2 separate regions of the Zea mays genome follow, and region 1 is linked to region 2. Evidence: chromatin contacts called from public Hi-C data. All regions are on one chromosome and are shown on one strand. The core of a region is the stretch at or near the end of the contact, and the rest is flanking DNA. Distances in the headings are between cores, read along the strand shown.

The links. Hi-C and Micro-C count contacts between places; a contact is called where the count stands out from the background.
Region 1: a Hi-C map of leaf shows a contact between it and region 2, with 6 times the contacts expected there. The contact joins the promoter of LOC103631716 here to the promoter of LOC100192089 in region 2. A contact is called at or near these places in 3 of 25 Hi-C or Micro-C datasets (bundle sheath, ear and leaf).

The regions. Positions count from the first base shown.
Region 1 is chr1:10,194,126-10,201,674 of Zm-B73-REFERENCE-NAM-5.0, forward strand. It overlaps LOC103631716 (pheophorbide a oxygenase, chloroplastic), which reads left to right and starts at 3,050. Exons shown (of 7, transcript NM_001365161.1): 1 at 3,050-3,682; 2 at 3,772-4,007; 3 at 4,096-4,222; 4 at 5,398-5,534; 5 at 5,647-5,806; 6 at 6,037-6,315; 7 at 6,841-7,348. The coding sequence starts at 3,314. The coding sequence ends at 7,095. It overlaps LOC100282062, which reads left to right. Exons shown (of 3, transcript NM_001154975.1): 3 at 1-301. The coding sequence ends at 25.
Region 2 is chr1:10,037,624-10,045,066 of Zm-B73-REFERENCE-NAM-5.0, forward strand. LOC100192089 (CHY-type/CTCHY-type/RING-type Zinc finger protein) reads left to right here and starts at 3,840. Exons shown (of 12, transcript NM_001137512.1): 1 at 3,840-4,017; 2 at 5,020-5,129; 3 at 5,246-5,333; 4 at 5,428-5,487; 5 at 5,847-5,879; 6 at 5,980-6,238; 7 at 6,360-6,400; 8 at 6,534-6,616; 9 at 6,722-6,813; 10 at 6,915-6,984; 11 at 7,086-7,127; 12 at 7,248-7,443. The coding sequence starts at 6,009. The coding sequence ends at 7,382.

The DNA of each region.
Region 1 (7,549 bases), core at 1,800-4,299, 160 kb after region 2:
TGCCGCGCATGTGCTGCCCAAGTGAAGCCTCTGCTGGCGACCAGGAATGTTAAAAACCCCTAGCCCTCTTTTCATCTCTAAAAGGGGCGTAGCTGTTGTGTTGATTAATCCCTCTGGCTGTTAGTTGGAAACTTGGGATCTAGTTGGGTCGACTTGGTGTGTGCGTGGCGATCTGTTTGTGCTGACATTTAATCTGTGCGATGTGATCTTTGTGATTGTGATTCTGGTTAGTAGCGCTGGAATCAGGTTTAATCTGTTCTATGTGAGATTAAAATTGTCACCATGCATTTCAAAGTTCAAACATGCTGAGGAAGAAACTATCCTAGGATCTTGGCTGTCATTGAGGGCGCAAGATATCATTTGACGATATGGTACATCTGGATATGTGGTAGTGCTGGAATCATGTTTAATCTGTTCTATGTGAGATTACAATTGTCACCACACATTTCAAAATTCAAACATGCTGAGGAAGAAACTATCCTAGGATCTTGGCTGCCATTGAGGGCGCAAGATATTCTTTGACGATATGATACACTAGTGTATTGTGCGTGTCTTGCTCGCGTGTTACAGCCGTGTTTGAAAATCTGTGCGTGACCATATTTAAGTAGATCTGTGCGTGACCATATTTAAGTAGATGGAAAGTCCTCCAAAAACGAAGCCAACATAGAAAAGACGAAATGTCCGTCAGAAACATCTAGAGACTTATTGAGCTGGAGCGATTGAAGACGGAGATGAAGGATCGAACGCATGCACGGAATGATATGCTAGTTGGGGCCGTTTCCGTCGGGCTTTAAAGATAAGGAAATCTGGATATGGACTAATGATGTCTAATTTTTGTTAGAGCCTAGCGCCCTAGCATGCTAACTAGAAGGTTAATTTTGTTTCTATTTTTTGTTGCACCGACTGAGCCAACATTCTTTTGTCTAGTAGTTTACATTTTAGTTACTACTCTCTTCGTCTAAAAAGTACTATATCTCCATTTTTTAAAATGTCTTGCTTTTTGAAGAGCACTATCTTTTAAAATCTTGACCAACTATATAAAAGTACTTCTGATACATGATAGGTTTAATAAAATATATAAAATCTTATATTTTTAGTAAGTCTAGTCAAACTTAAGAGCTTTTGATGTCGCACATAGTTGTTTTAAACAAGGTGTTTGTTCATGTTCGTTCTAATATGTGGATAGTATTCCGATTCATTTCGCCAGAGGTGTGGCTGTGGATATTTGGTTAGAGCATCTTCAAGAAAACCCGTAAATCAACTCCAAAAACGTTTTGAGCCTCCCAACAGTCCCCCTTCCCCTCCCCATATTACGCGTCAAGCATTGTTCCCAATCGTCCTCTGCGCATGCTGGTTCCCACGTGTATTTTCCTCGCGCGCAGTTCTGTTGGAGGAGGAAGGCGGGACGTTGGCACTAGCGCTGGCTGGAGATTATGGCCATCGCAATCAGTTTGTGGCAGTCAAATGCTTTGTTTTTTTGGCCGCTCATGTGAGTATCATTTCTGTGAAAACTATCTAAATCAATATGAATGTATATTTCTTTAAGTCGTCACGATAGGAAGACTCCATCGTTCTAAAACCTAAACCATGCACACATATTCATCTTTCTCCAAACGCAAGTCTCGTGATATTTATATTCTCGTGCCAGCTAGATTATCTAGAAATTTAGATTCTTAAAAAAATTCTTTAGAAAAAAAATTATACCAAACAGGACCATGGTTTAAACTATTACGGATAAATAGCATGACTACCTTAGTATTTAAATGATATCAGTTGAAATATGTCGACTTATTTTATAGTTAGTATTATTAGAACATGTTTAAATAATTATCACATTTAAACCAGATCTACATATAAACTATTTTGCTTGTCAACTGCATCGCAAACTCACTTGCCTACCATCGGGATCGCGCTCGTATACAAGTGACACACTTTAAATGATTTAAGCCGCGAAAATTATAAATGTACCATCCTCATTTGACAAGTCTAAAGATAGCTTTACCATACAAATGAAACTAAATTTAAAATTCCAAGTAATAATTAGAAAAACTGATTTGACAGTTTTTTCAGTATATATTTAGCAGCTCGCTAAATCTGAATTTAGAAAGTTTTTTTGAAATGAGTTGAGATGCTCTTATAATGGTTACTATAGGTTGAGGGACGGAAGTAGTAGTAGAACTGGTAAACAAATTCGAATTTGATCTATTCAACTTTGTAGCTACTCAGCAAGATGCGAATTGCAAACATCCGGCGGGGTGGATTCCGCCACGGCCCACGGGTGGGTTCGTGTCGTTCTCACCGCCGGTCAGGTCTCCCCTCCGCGCGGCGCATTCGTCCCGGTGGGGACGGCTAGCTGGCCCAATGCAAGCTCCACCGCACAAATGCCGCAAAGCGCCATGCGTGGTCGCGTACAATTGTCCTCCTTCCCCGCCCTTCCTCCCTTCCCTGCCGTGACGCAACCACACTGCGCTCACCATGTGTACAATGTATTCTCCCTAGCCGAACCGTATCAGTAGTTCTTAGGGGTGGGCGTTCGGGTTACCCGAAATTTTCGGGTTGGGTAATTCAAGTTTTTTAAATTTCGGGTTTTGAGAATCAATACCCGAAATTACAACGGATTTTTCAATACCCGGAATTTCGGGTACCCGGAATTTCGGGTTCGGGTTCGGGTATTCCCAAACTACCCGAACTATTGTGTTGGCTTCATAAAAACACATACACCCTATTAAATTAGTATAAAAATATAGTTTGAATAATGATATACATGGACATATAAAACACAAACAATCTACAATCCCAAGTTATGCACACTTACACATAATTATAGATGTACAAATTAATTATTAAGCATGACATGAGTACATGACACATGAAAGTTCGGGTAATTCGGGTATTTCGGGTACCCGATTGTGATACCCGAATTACCCGAAATAATTTCGGGTTTTGCAAGTTGCTACCCGAAATTCCCAAACAAAATTCGGGTTTCGGGTATTTCGGGTTCGGGTTCGGGTATTCCAGGTTTGGGTTTCGGGTTACGGGTTTTTTGCCCAGCCCTACTAGTTCTTCCCTCGCGTTCACTCCCCAGCGTGGGAAAATCCCGGAATTTTCTTGTTTGTCCACTGGTTTTCTTGCGCCAAAACCAGGTTTCTCCCCGTTGCCGTGGCAGAACTCTGTTCTTGCCCAGTCTAGAAGATCTGCACCGTTCCAACCACCGACTCCGGCCGCCAAGCATATAGCCAGCGCGGCGAAGAATTCCCAACGCGAAAGCCAAAACCTCTTCACTTCACTTCACGTCGACACGTGCGGGGAGAATATGCGCGCGACAATCCCAGCCCTGTCGCTCCTGGTGACGCCGCGGCTCCCCTCGCTCGCCGTGCCGCTGGCTGGAGGCCGCCTCCGCGTGGGCGGTCGTTCTCGGACCCGCCTCCGCGTGGCGGCGCCGACGTCCGTCCCAGGGGAAGCGGCGGAGCAGGCGGAGCCGAGCACGTCGGCGCCCGAGTCCGGCGAGAAGTTCTCGTGGAGGGATCACTGGTACCCGGTCTCCCTCGTCGAGGACCTCGACCCCAGCCGCCCCACCCCGTTCCAGCTCCTCAACCGCGACCTCGTCATCTGGAAGGAACCCAAGTCCGGCGAGTGGGTCGCGCTCGACGACCGCTGCCCCCACCGCCTTGCCCCGCTCTCGGTACGGCGACCCGCATCCCTTCCTCGCCTCATCCGTGTCCTACCGGATCTCTTCCTCGTTTCGGCTAATTTTGGTCTGGGCATGTGCAGGAGGGCAGGATCGATGAGACGGGGTGCTTGCAGTGCTCGTATCACGGATGGTCATTCGATGGCTCCGGCGCCTGCACCAAGATCCCCCAGGCCATGCCCGAGGGTCCTGAGGCCCGTGCGGTGCGGTCACCGAAGGCGTGCGCGATCAAGTTCCCCACCCTCGTCTCCCAGGGGCTGCTCTTCGTGTGGCCCGATGAGAATGGGTGGGAGAAAGCGGCCGCCACCAAGCCTCCAATGTGCGTAGAGTCAGACTTTGGACTGCGGCTAATTGGTTGGATTCAGTTTTGCATTTCGGTGTCTGAATTCGATCTTGTTTGGTTTCAGGTTGCCGAAAGAATTTGAGGACCCGGCCTTCTCCACGGTGACAATCCAGAGGGACTTGTTCTATGGTTATGATACGTTGATGGAGAACGTCTCTGATCCGTCCCATATAGAATTTGCTCACCACAAGGTACTTGGTACAGTGAGAAAGCTTAGTTGCTTGCCACACTTAAGCACCATGATAGTATTTTTCAGTTGAAAGTTGGTGATTCGAGGAAAGATGTTTTGTTGCAACCAATTTGTGTAGTTTGCTAAAAAATCACCACCTCAATACTGTTTAATTGTGTAGGCCTCTTATCGTTTCTGATTGCCAGTGTGCAAGTTTAACTAACTGTTAGATCTTAACTGTGGATGTACCCATATATTTTTTTTGCATCATAGTTTTATTCTTTTTTACTTATGCTGCATTGAAATTCCTCAGAAATGACTTATAATGGGCAAAAGGGCTGAATGGTCTGAGTCTGGCCTCTTATCGTTTCTGATTGCCAGCGTGCAAGTTTAACTAAGGTCCCGTTTGGTTTGAGGGATTAAATATCAGTGCCTCCATTTTAGTCCCATTTAGTCCATAAATTGACAAACGGTGGGACTAAAACAAGGACTAAACTGTTCTAGTCTCTAGTCCCTCAAGGGATGACTCTAAGGGGCTAAACCATAAAAATCCACTTTTTGGCCCTCCTTCATTTCAGTTGCACTAATGGCGGGAGGATGTTAAGGAGTATTTTGGTCTTCTTATGATTCATTTAATGTGTTTTGAATACTTATAGTTTTTAGAACCAAACAGGGTAGGGACTAAATTTTAGTCTTCTAACTAAACTTTCGTCCCTGGACTAAAGGAACCAAACCCTAACTGTTAGATCTTAACTGTGGATGCACCCATATATATTTTTGCATCATAGTTTTATTCTTTTTTACTTACGCTACTTGCTTAGTCTGAACAGGCATTAATAGGGTGTTTGGTTTGAGGGATTAGTTAGTTCACCCACTCATTCCTCTTTTCTTTGTTTGGTTTGTTGAATGGAGTAGGTTGGTCAGTGCATTATCACATCATTCCTCAGACTAGTAGTTAGTACTAGTATGAAGAATGGGGTCATTCAACCAAATTTAAGGAATTGACTCATGATGCATCACCACATTTAGAATGGAGTGGCTCCTCAAACCAAACCCTATAAATGACTGGCTGAGTTAATTGTGCTATCTGTGTGTCATGAACTTGTGCCGGCAGCATAGACAAACAAAATGCTTTATTTTCTCGGGATACATGGTTTCAGCAAATCCACTCATGTTTCAGATTTTAACTCTTCACAGGTTACTGGACGAAGAGATAGAGCCAGGCCTTTGACATTCAGGATGGAATCAAGTGGTGCCTGGGGTTACTCAGGAGCAAATTCTGGTAATCCTCGCATTACTGCAACTTTTGAGGCCCCTTGTTATGCATTAAACAAGTAAGTTTCAGAAAAGTACCTGGTCATCTTTGAGTGTGGAGTGATTCTTATTTACCACTTAAGCAATTCAGTCGTTATACGGTTCTGAACTTCTGTTAACTGGCTTGTACAGAATAGAGATAGACACAAAGTTACCCATTTTTGGCGACCAGAAATGGGTCATATGGATTTGCTCTTTCAACATTCCAATGGCCCCAGGGAAGACTCGTTCTATTGTCTGTAGCGCTCGAAACTTTTTCCAGTTCACAATGCCAGGAAAAGCATGGTGGCAGGTACATGTGTGTTTAGTGTTTCCTTTACTTAAGCTTTGTTTTCCTATTTGTTTTGTCAACATAATCTTTTAACTGCTAAAACGAACTTGTTCTCGCGTTTTTGTGGGAAACAAGGCAAAGGTCCCTAGTCCCTACTGTAGGCATATATTATTGGCAGAGTTTATTACTTGGTCATGTTTGAATTTATATGTGTACAGTCAAATGTTGATAGCTTCTTTCTCTTGGTGTAGCTTGTTCCTCGATGGTATGAACATTGGACTTCAAATTTGGTCTATGATGGCGATATGATCGTTCTTCAAGGCCAGGAGAAGATTTTCCTAGCTGCAACCAAGGAGTCTTCTACGGATATTAATCAGCAGTACACAAAGATCACATTCACGCCCACACAAGCTGATCGATTTGTTTTAGCATTCCGCACGTGGCTAAGGAAATTTGGCAATAGCCAGCCGGAGTGGTTTGGAAATCCTACACAAGAAGCATTGCCTTCCACCGTCCTTTCAAAGCGCGAGGTAAAAGCCATCTGGGTCACCAAAAAAGTTTCAGTATAATATTTGCTTCAGACATAAAATATCTGAATATGACAACCTTTTTGGTGGTCAAAGATCTGTTTTGCTTACATTCTTAATACTCGATGCATTGGTAAGTTATTACAGTTATCCTTTTTACTCGATTTTTCCCTTTCTGAGCAGAACGTATTATCACGTCTTCATTGTTTGTACACTTGGTTTCTATGACACACAAATTTTTGTTTTACATTATCAGTTGTCATATGAACTAATGTATTTACAGCAACCTGCTTAAGTGCTTAGTATCACAAAGGGACAAATTCAATGAAATATTTGGAAAGATAGTAGCGTCGAACCACTCTCACTGCTAGGCATTTGAGAATAGTTACTTAACTGACAGCGAAGTTCACCTTCTACCGACTGGATCTGGAAACAGTATCTTGAAGTAGTCACACGTAAACCTTCATCAGCTGTGTTTCTGCGTTCCAGTAACTCATGTATTCTTATGATTGACTTTGTGTTATGCAGATGCTAGACAGATACGAGCAGCACACGTTGAAATGCTCGTCTTGCAAAGGAGCATATAATGCTTTCCAGAATCTGCAGAAGGTATTCATGGGAGCGACAGTAGTTTGCTGTGCTGCCGCTGGTATTCCTCCAGATGTTCAGCTCAGGCTATTGATCGGTGCGGCTGCTTTGGTCAGTGCCGCTATAGCATACGCATTCCATGAGCTCCAGAAGAATTTTGTATTCGTGGATTACGTGCATGCTGACATTGATTGAAAGATTCGTGAGGATCTGTTGTGTCGACATCACTCGCTCGCGAGTCGTGTCTGTAGTCTAGGGCTCTAGGCGTCTAGGTAGGGAAAGTAACTTTTTGCCGGGTATAGGTCATATTGCTCACATATGTATTTTGTATAGTGTATGCACTCAACTGTAGCCGATGCAGTGCGAAAATATAGTTTTTATGTTATTATCTATTGGATTAAAATTGTCTCCAGATCCTTTTAGCATGTAAAATGCCATTTTTCAAATGGAAGTTCTCAATTGCGCCTATAGTTGCAGGGAACATTCTGATGTGATCATGCCATTCTCTGGCTCTGAGCAGTTAGAGCTGGGCACGAAGATGGCATGTGAAACTATTTCAATACAGTGTCTGGTCAGAATCTTCTGTAATGGTGAGCCTTTGGTTTGTGACCCAAGTAATGAGCCAAGCCAAATTGTATCCATTTCTAGG
Region 2 (7,443 bases), core at 2,590-5,089:
ATATGAATCTATTGAGAGATGCCAGCCTCCCTGTCAATCTTTGGGCCCCCTTTTTTGTAGTTGGTGGCTCCATTCGAAGTATAGCTTCAATTTTACTTGGATTAGCTTCAATTCCCTTTGTTGAAACCAAGCATCCAAGAAATTTCCCCTTCTTTACTCCGAAGACACATTTTTCTGGATTCAACTTTAGACCAGCTTGTCTAAAACTGGCGAAGGTCTCCTGCAAATCAACAATGTGATTTTCCTGTTTCGTGCTTTTTACAATGATATCATCAACATAAGTTAGCACATTTCTGCCTATCTGAGACTGGAGAACCTTCGCAGTCATTCTGCTGAAACTTCCTCCAGCGTTCTTGAGCCCCTCAGACATCCGAAGGTAACAATATGTTCCACTAGGGGTTATGAAACTGGTCTTCGGCTCATCCTCCTTCTTCATCCAAATTTGATGATAGCCTGAATAACAATCGAGAAGACTCATAAGCTCTGACGAAGCTGCTGCATCAACTAAGGAGTCTATCCTTGGCAATGGGAATTCGTCCTTCGGACAGGCCTTGTTGAGATCCGTAAAATCGATACACATTCGCCATTTGCCATTGGCCTTTTTTACCATAACAGTGTTAGCTAGCCATTCTGGGTACTTTACTTCTCTGATAACTCCTGCACTGAGGAGTCTTTTGACTTCATTCCGAGCGCCTTCGGCCTTGTCATCAGACATTTTCCGAAGCCTCTGCTTTCTGGGTCTGAAAGATGGGTCAACATTGAGCGAGTGTTCAATAACATCCCTGTTAACTCCGCAAAGATCATTGGCTGACCATGCAAAAACATCTTTGTTGTTGAACAAAAACCTTATCAAGGTTTTCTCCTGTTCTTCGGATAATTGAGAGCCCAACAGCACCTTCTGCTCTGCTATGTCCTCACATAAGAGCGTGGGCTTCGGCTGATCTGCTGAAGCTGCTTTCTCCCTTCTGAATTTGTACTGTTCACAAGCTTCAGCTCCATCTATGTTATGGATTGCTTTTGAGTCTGTCCAGTTTCCCCCGGCCCTTCTAGCAGCTTCCTGACTTCCATGAATAGCAATGGGTCCTTGATCCGAAGGTATCTTCATGCAAAGGTAAGCAGGATGAAGAATTGCTTCGAAAGCATTGAGGGTGCCACGACCAATAATTGCATTGTAAGGGTATTCCATGTCAACAATGTCAAACACAACTTGCTCGGTTCTGGTGTTGTTGATGAAGCCGAAGGTCACTGGCATGGTGATCTTGCCCAGTGCTACAATCTGTCTTCCTCCGAAGCCACAGAGAGGGTGTGTAGCATCATGAATCTTGTCTTCTGGCTCTTGCATTTGTCTGAAGGCCTTAGCAAATATAATATCAGCTGCACTGCCTGTATCAACCAAAACATTATGGACCAGAAATCCTTTGATAACGCAAGAAATAACCATAGCATCGTTATGAGGAAAATCCTTGAGCTGAAGATCCTCTTGGGAGAAGGTGATTGGAATGTGTGACCATCTTGACTTGATGAAGGGTCCCTGCACTCCAACATGTTGTACCCTTCTCTGCGCCTCTTTCTTCTGCTTTTTGTTGGCTGGTTCTGAGCACGAACCACCTGTTATCGGGAACACCAGCTTCGGGGCCGAAGCAGCTCCAGCTTGATCGTTAATCGAAGCCATCAGCTCAAAAAGTGGAAGTGAGTTGACCGGAGGTGGGCGCCAATGTTGGGGACTTGTTCTCAAATGCTCTGAATTAAGAACAAGGCAACATAAAATATTAAATGTTAATGTCCTTCGTCCAACGAAGCATTATTCCCTTGGGGATTAATGGACCTTGGACGAAGGTTGATGACAATACGATTACGAAGGTTAAATCTTCGTAATTGAATTTTAATAGATTGTATAAGATAACATAAAATATAGAGTATCAAAGGTAAATGAATCATGAACGAATCATATTATATCTACTCAGTATATTTAATCATTGAATACAGTTATACCTCTGCCTTGGCAAAGATTGGTTCCCGAATGATGCGATTGCAAATACAGGAATCCGTGAACAGTAAAGGAATACTGTTCACTATTTATAGGCACAGGACACAGCCTGTGGGGAATTACAATTATGCCCCTTATAAGGGATTACAACAGCGACCCAAACATTTATGGACTAAAAGGTCATTCTACTTTTAAGTCGGTTTGTAATTCCGAAGCTTCATGAAGAGGATCCTTCGGTCATCTCATGCGGACAGCTTCAGCCGAAGCTGCTTCTTCCTACAAGACCTTCGGCGACGAAGCATAGTCCCAACAGTTGGGACGAGATATAGAGGGAGAATTTACCGTGAATCGCTGTGGAAAGAAAAAATAATAATAGATACAATCTAAATGATCTGGCTGCATAGTGTGATATAGTACGAAAATTTAGAGGTGAACGAGTGATGGAATCTACGCGACTGCGCTATAAACCGGTTCAGGTAGAGCCTCTGAGGAGTCATGTCTCACTCAGCTTCCCACGGGCGCTTAACAAAAAAACCTTTAGGGTTAGTTTGGAACACCATTTTTCTAAGAGATTTCAATTTTCATAGAGAAAATGAACTAATTTCCCTTAGAAAAATGAAAATCACTTGAGAAAAATATGGTTCCCAAACTAAGGCTTAGTGCACGGCCTTTAAAATGGTAAGAATATGTTACTTAGATCTACGAACTTGGACAGTCGCGTGAACGTTTCTATGCCAATTTAGCAATATCAGTATGACATGATTTTGTAACCCATTCTTACCTTTTCTCTCGTTAATAAATCGATCCTTATGTATTCTATTATGCCGACCTTAGCGCTTGTGGACACCGAGCTAGGTTAGCGTGAGAGAAGAAATAAGTAAAGATCCATTCATAAAAGAGGGAAGGGACGGGATTATTATATTAAATATAAGGGTTAGTTTGGGAATCCTATTTTTCAATAGATTTTTATTTTTCGTAGATAAATTAGTTTATTTTGTTTTAGAAAAATTAAAATCCATTAGAAAAAGCAGTGTTCACAAACTAGCTCTAAAAAGAATTCCACGCGTAGTATGGAATACGGCTGCCGCATTTAACTTAAAAAGAAGGTTTACGAGAGAAACGTACGTGCATGCACTTCCGTAGGCCCGTCGCTTCCTGCGCGAGAAAGCAAGAGTGGCCTCTCTTGAGAAGAAACCACCTGTAGCACACGTATGGTGGGGCTAAAAAGAAGAACAATTCTCTCTGTCTCTCTCTCTGCCCCATGTTGTTTGGGGCAAACTTGCAGGTTTAGCGCTCAAGAAGATAGCGTACAGGTCCTACAGGAGTACTGCTGGTTAAAAGTTGTGACGCATCGATGGGCGGCAGAGGAAGGCCGAGGCAAAGGCAATCAGGTGTGGGGTCAACGTGGCATCCGTGGGACCCTTCGGTCAGCTGCTCATATTTCCCCTGCTCCTCATCGTGCCAAGACGCGGATCGAGTGCCGCTGATAAGTGGGCTCGGGCTCGCACGACACGACGGAGGCATCCAGCAAGCGAAGCGACTCCTGCGAGCCGACGACGCGTACTCGCAGGCCGCACCCGTGCACGCCTCTGACGCTGACGCCTCAACAGCCCGCAGCGCTCGGCGTGCGCGAGGCCGCCCGCTGCCGCCGCCCAGGAAAAAATGAACGGCGGTCTTTGCCAACTCCCAGGCTACTTATTTACTGCGTCACATAAAGGTCACGACGCAACCGCAACTCCCTGCTGCTTCTTTGGGGGTGCCGGTGCGATGTTCCACGCCACGCTGCGCCCTGCTCGCCCGCCTAGCGCTATATAGCCCGTGCCCGTGTCCGTGTCCGTGTCGTGCAGCGGATTGCGGAGTGGCATTGGGTTGGCAGCACGCCCCTGCACACGGTGACACGGGCCACGGCGCGGCGCGGCGCGGCACGGGGAGCGAGCGCCGAGCGAGAGCAAGCAACCGCTGTCCGCCGGGCCGGCCACGGCGCTGCCCCCTGCTTCGCGCCTTCGCCGGTGCGCTCACGCCTCACGCAGGTACGGTACGGTACGGGGTGGAATACTGGTGCGCGTGGGAGTTGGGACGGTGCCTCGTGGGTCGGCAAGACAAGAGCTCGTCGTAGCACGGGCACGGCTTTATTTTCTTGTTGCCTGCAGTTGTGTTCCTCTCTCTCTCTCTCCCACGCGCGGGCTTTCTGGACCGGTGGACGGACGGCTGCTCTGCTCCTTCAAGCCCCCGGCCGCGGTCGTGAAGCTGACGCAGAGGAGGTAAAGGTGAAGCTAAGGTCTGGCCGGCCTCTGCCTTTGGGAAGAGAACAGGGCCGGTCGTGATATTTCGGGGGTCCTAAGCGAAAATTTACATGAAGGCCCTATACAAAGTTTGAGTCTGATATTTTTTCAACTTTTAAATAATATCTAAAAAATAAAAGAAGTTGATGATTTACACAATTTTATTCAAAATGATATGACTGAAGACACTGTTACATTAGTTTATGAGTCGTAAAATTATACAAATTATGTAATATAACTCTGCATTTGTTTTGACTTTTAAGAGAGTATTTTTACTTTTAATTTGTCAAACTAGCCTAAACCTTAAAATGCATAGTAAACCAAATCTAAATACATTAGAGCAAAATTTCTTAAAACAAAGTTTAGCATACTAATCTAGGATTAAGCAATGTAGGTTATTAGGGTCGGCCCTCTGATAGGCTAGAATTAAGAATTAAGCAACATGACAGGTACATGTGTACAACACCTTCTGTCCTTCCCACGTCAATTTTAGTATTTGTCATCAAGCAGACTGTTGCGCGACCTCGAAAATGATTGCCAGAAAATCAAAAAGACGCAACAAAAGAATGAGAATGGAGATTTATATGTAACGTATATGTATTTGGATATAAGATGGATAAACGAGGGCCCTACGGACTTTGGGGGCCCTGAGCGGTCGCACACCCTCAGGGCCGGGCCGGCCCTGGAAGAGAAGCAGGCGGGCTCTGAAAATTCTCTTTGACGAATTCCTTTTTGCCTTTGTTCGTCCAGGTGCATGCATCGACCTACGGTATCCTAGTCTGGGATCAGAAAAGAACACAGCAACAACAAAGAAGAAAGGCGCGAGCGATGGACGGTGACGCCGGACCAGAGCAACACGGGTAAACAGTGAAGCCGCCATTTCCCAAGCTAGGGCTAGGCCATGCCCATGCATGGTTTAAATTTCTCTCTTCTTTGCAACCGACCTCTCTCTGCCTGCGTGATCCCGGGACGCCAGGTGCGTGCACTACAGGAGGGGGTGCAAGATAAGGGCGCCGTGCTGCGGCGAGGTATTTGGTTGCAGGCACTGCCACAACGAAGCCAAGGTCAAGTCTCGAGTTGCATCGGTCATGCTTCATCCAAATGCACATTCATTCACCCCAGTGGTGTGAGTCAGGTAGCTTGGTTTCCTCATTGCAGGACTCGCTGGAGGTCAGCGTCCACGACCGCCACGTGCTTCCCCGTCACGACATCAAGCTGGTCAGTGACAGGAGGAGGCCTTGTTTTTTTCTTATTGGCCTGCTCTACATACATGAGACCACTACAAAAGAACCAACCCATATTCACGTAATCACATTCACACTAGAAACAAAAAAAAGAAATAATATGATATACTGCCCCATGGGGACCGATTATCCCAGCAGCATAGGACACTTTGCACAAGATACAGATTAGCTTGCTCTTCATTTCGTCAGTTCTTGCAGATAACGGATATCAGTCACTGCCCCTTTCTTTTCTGCTTTATAAATCGTCCGGATCATTATGAGCCTTTTTCTGTCAGTGGCGTATAGTGATACTACTCCTATCTTTCTCTTTTTTTCTTTTTTTGAACATTACAGGTTATCTGCTCTCTCTGCAACAAAGAACAGGATGTAAGTTCCCTGACGAAGCAGGGACAGTGTTCTTCGGCCACTGTTGGTGTTACCTGCCACACACCACATGAAAAAAAAAACCCATCTCGTCTGTCGACAGGTGCAGCAAGACTGTGCGAACTGCGGAGCATGTCTCGGCAAATACTTCTGCGCGAAATGCAACTTCTTCGACGACGATGTAAGCTCTCCCCCCCTTTTTTTGATGTGTTAAGCGAAGTGGCCGATGGGATTTTACGCGCTAATTTAGATGTAATTTCAGAAGTGTTCCCTCTTCTGTTTTCTCCGGTTTTGTTGTCGCGTTCCCTGGCATTTCAGGTGTCGAAGAACCAATTTCACTGCGATGGGTGCGGCATATGCAGGCAAGTAGTGTTAAATCTTTTTCAGTAATGTCATGAGCCTTCTGAAATATGGAGTATTAACCTTCTGGTTTCTCCTGTTAGTGCTGACCTTAGATATAATCATTTCTATTTTTTTTTGCAGGACTGGTGGCGCAGAGAATTTCTATCACTGTGGCAGATGTGGTATGGTTGTTTCCTGCTAAGTATTCTGTTCATCTATTTTTCTCCCTCTCGAGCAAGAACTAATACCTATTTTTACTGGTTTGAAGTCCCAATGAAAAAAGTATGTTCTGTCTGTGGGTCTGTTCTATTACAGGATGCTGCTACACCACTACGCTGAAGGATTCTCACCGCTGCGTGGACGGAGCTATGCATCACAACTGCCCTGTCTGCATGGAGGCGAGTACATGCTTTTCAGAAACAGCATGAGCATCTCTACATCTCTTGAAATTTCAGTAGAAAGATAGATAACTCGTCCCCTAGCTAACCAGCTTCTGGCCACAGTATCTATTCGACTCGATGAAAGCTATCAGCGTGCTCCACTGCGGACACACCATCCACCTGGAATGCCTTTACGAGATGAGAGCGCACCAGCAGTAAGCCTCCGGTCCACCTGACACAGGGACTACTAGCCTGGCGCGTTTCTAGGCCGTGGACGTCCAAGCTAATCCGATTCTTGCGATCTTGTCTTCCTCAGGTTTTCATGCCCGGTGTGCCTGAGGTCTGCCTGCAACATGTCCGACATCTGGCAAAAGCTGGATCAGCAGGTACACAGCTTCTTCCTCTCCCCCCGACCACGCGTCGTCTTGATCTCATCCTGCGACTTCAGGCACCAGACCAGTCCAAGTAAACCGTTTCATTCCTTCAGGTTGCAGCGTCCCCGATGCCAGCGATCTATCAGAAGAAGATGGTAAGGACGCACTCGTTTCTTCAGAGCAGAAGGCCCCTCCTCTGTCTCTGTCTGCCTCCCCCTGGGTTGTTTCTCTGTCGAACTGGCAGCATTCAGCCTTGTTCCTGCGTTCTCATTCAGGTATGGATCCTTTGCAACGACTGTGGCGTGACGTCCAACGTGCAGTTCCACATCTTGGCGCACAAGTGCCCTGGATGCAGCTCTTACAACACCCGGCAGACGAGGGGCGATCCAGCCGCATGCTCTAGAGTTTGAGAGCAAATAAAACTGCAGTACTGCACTGCACATAAACTCGTGGGGTTGTGCGGTCGATCGA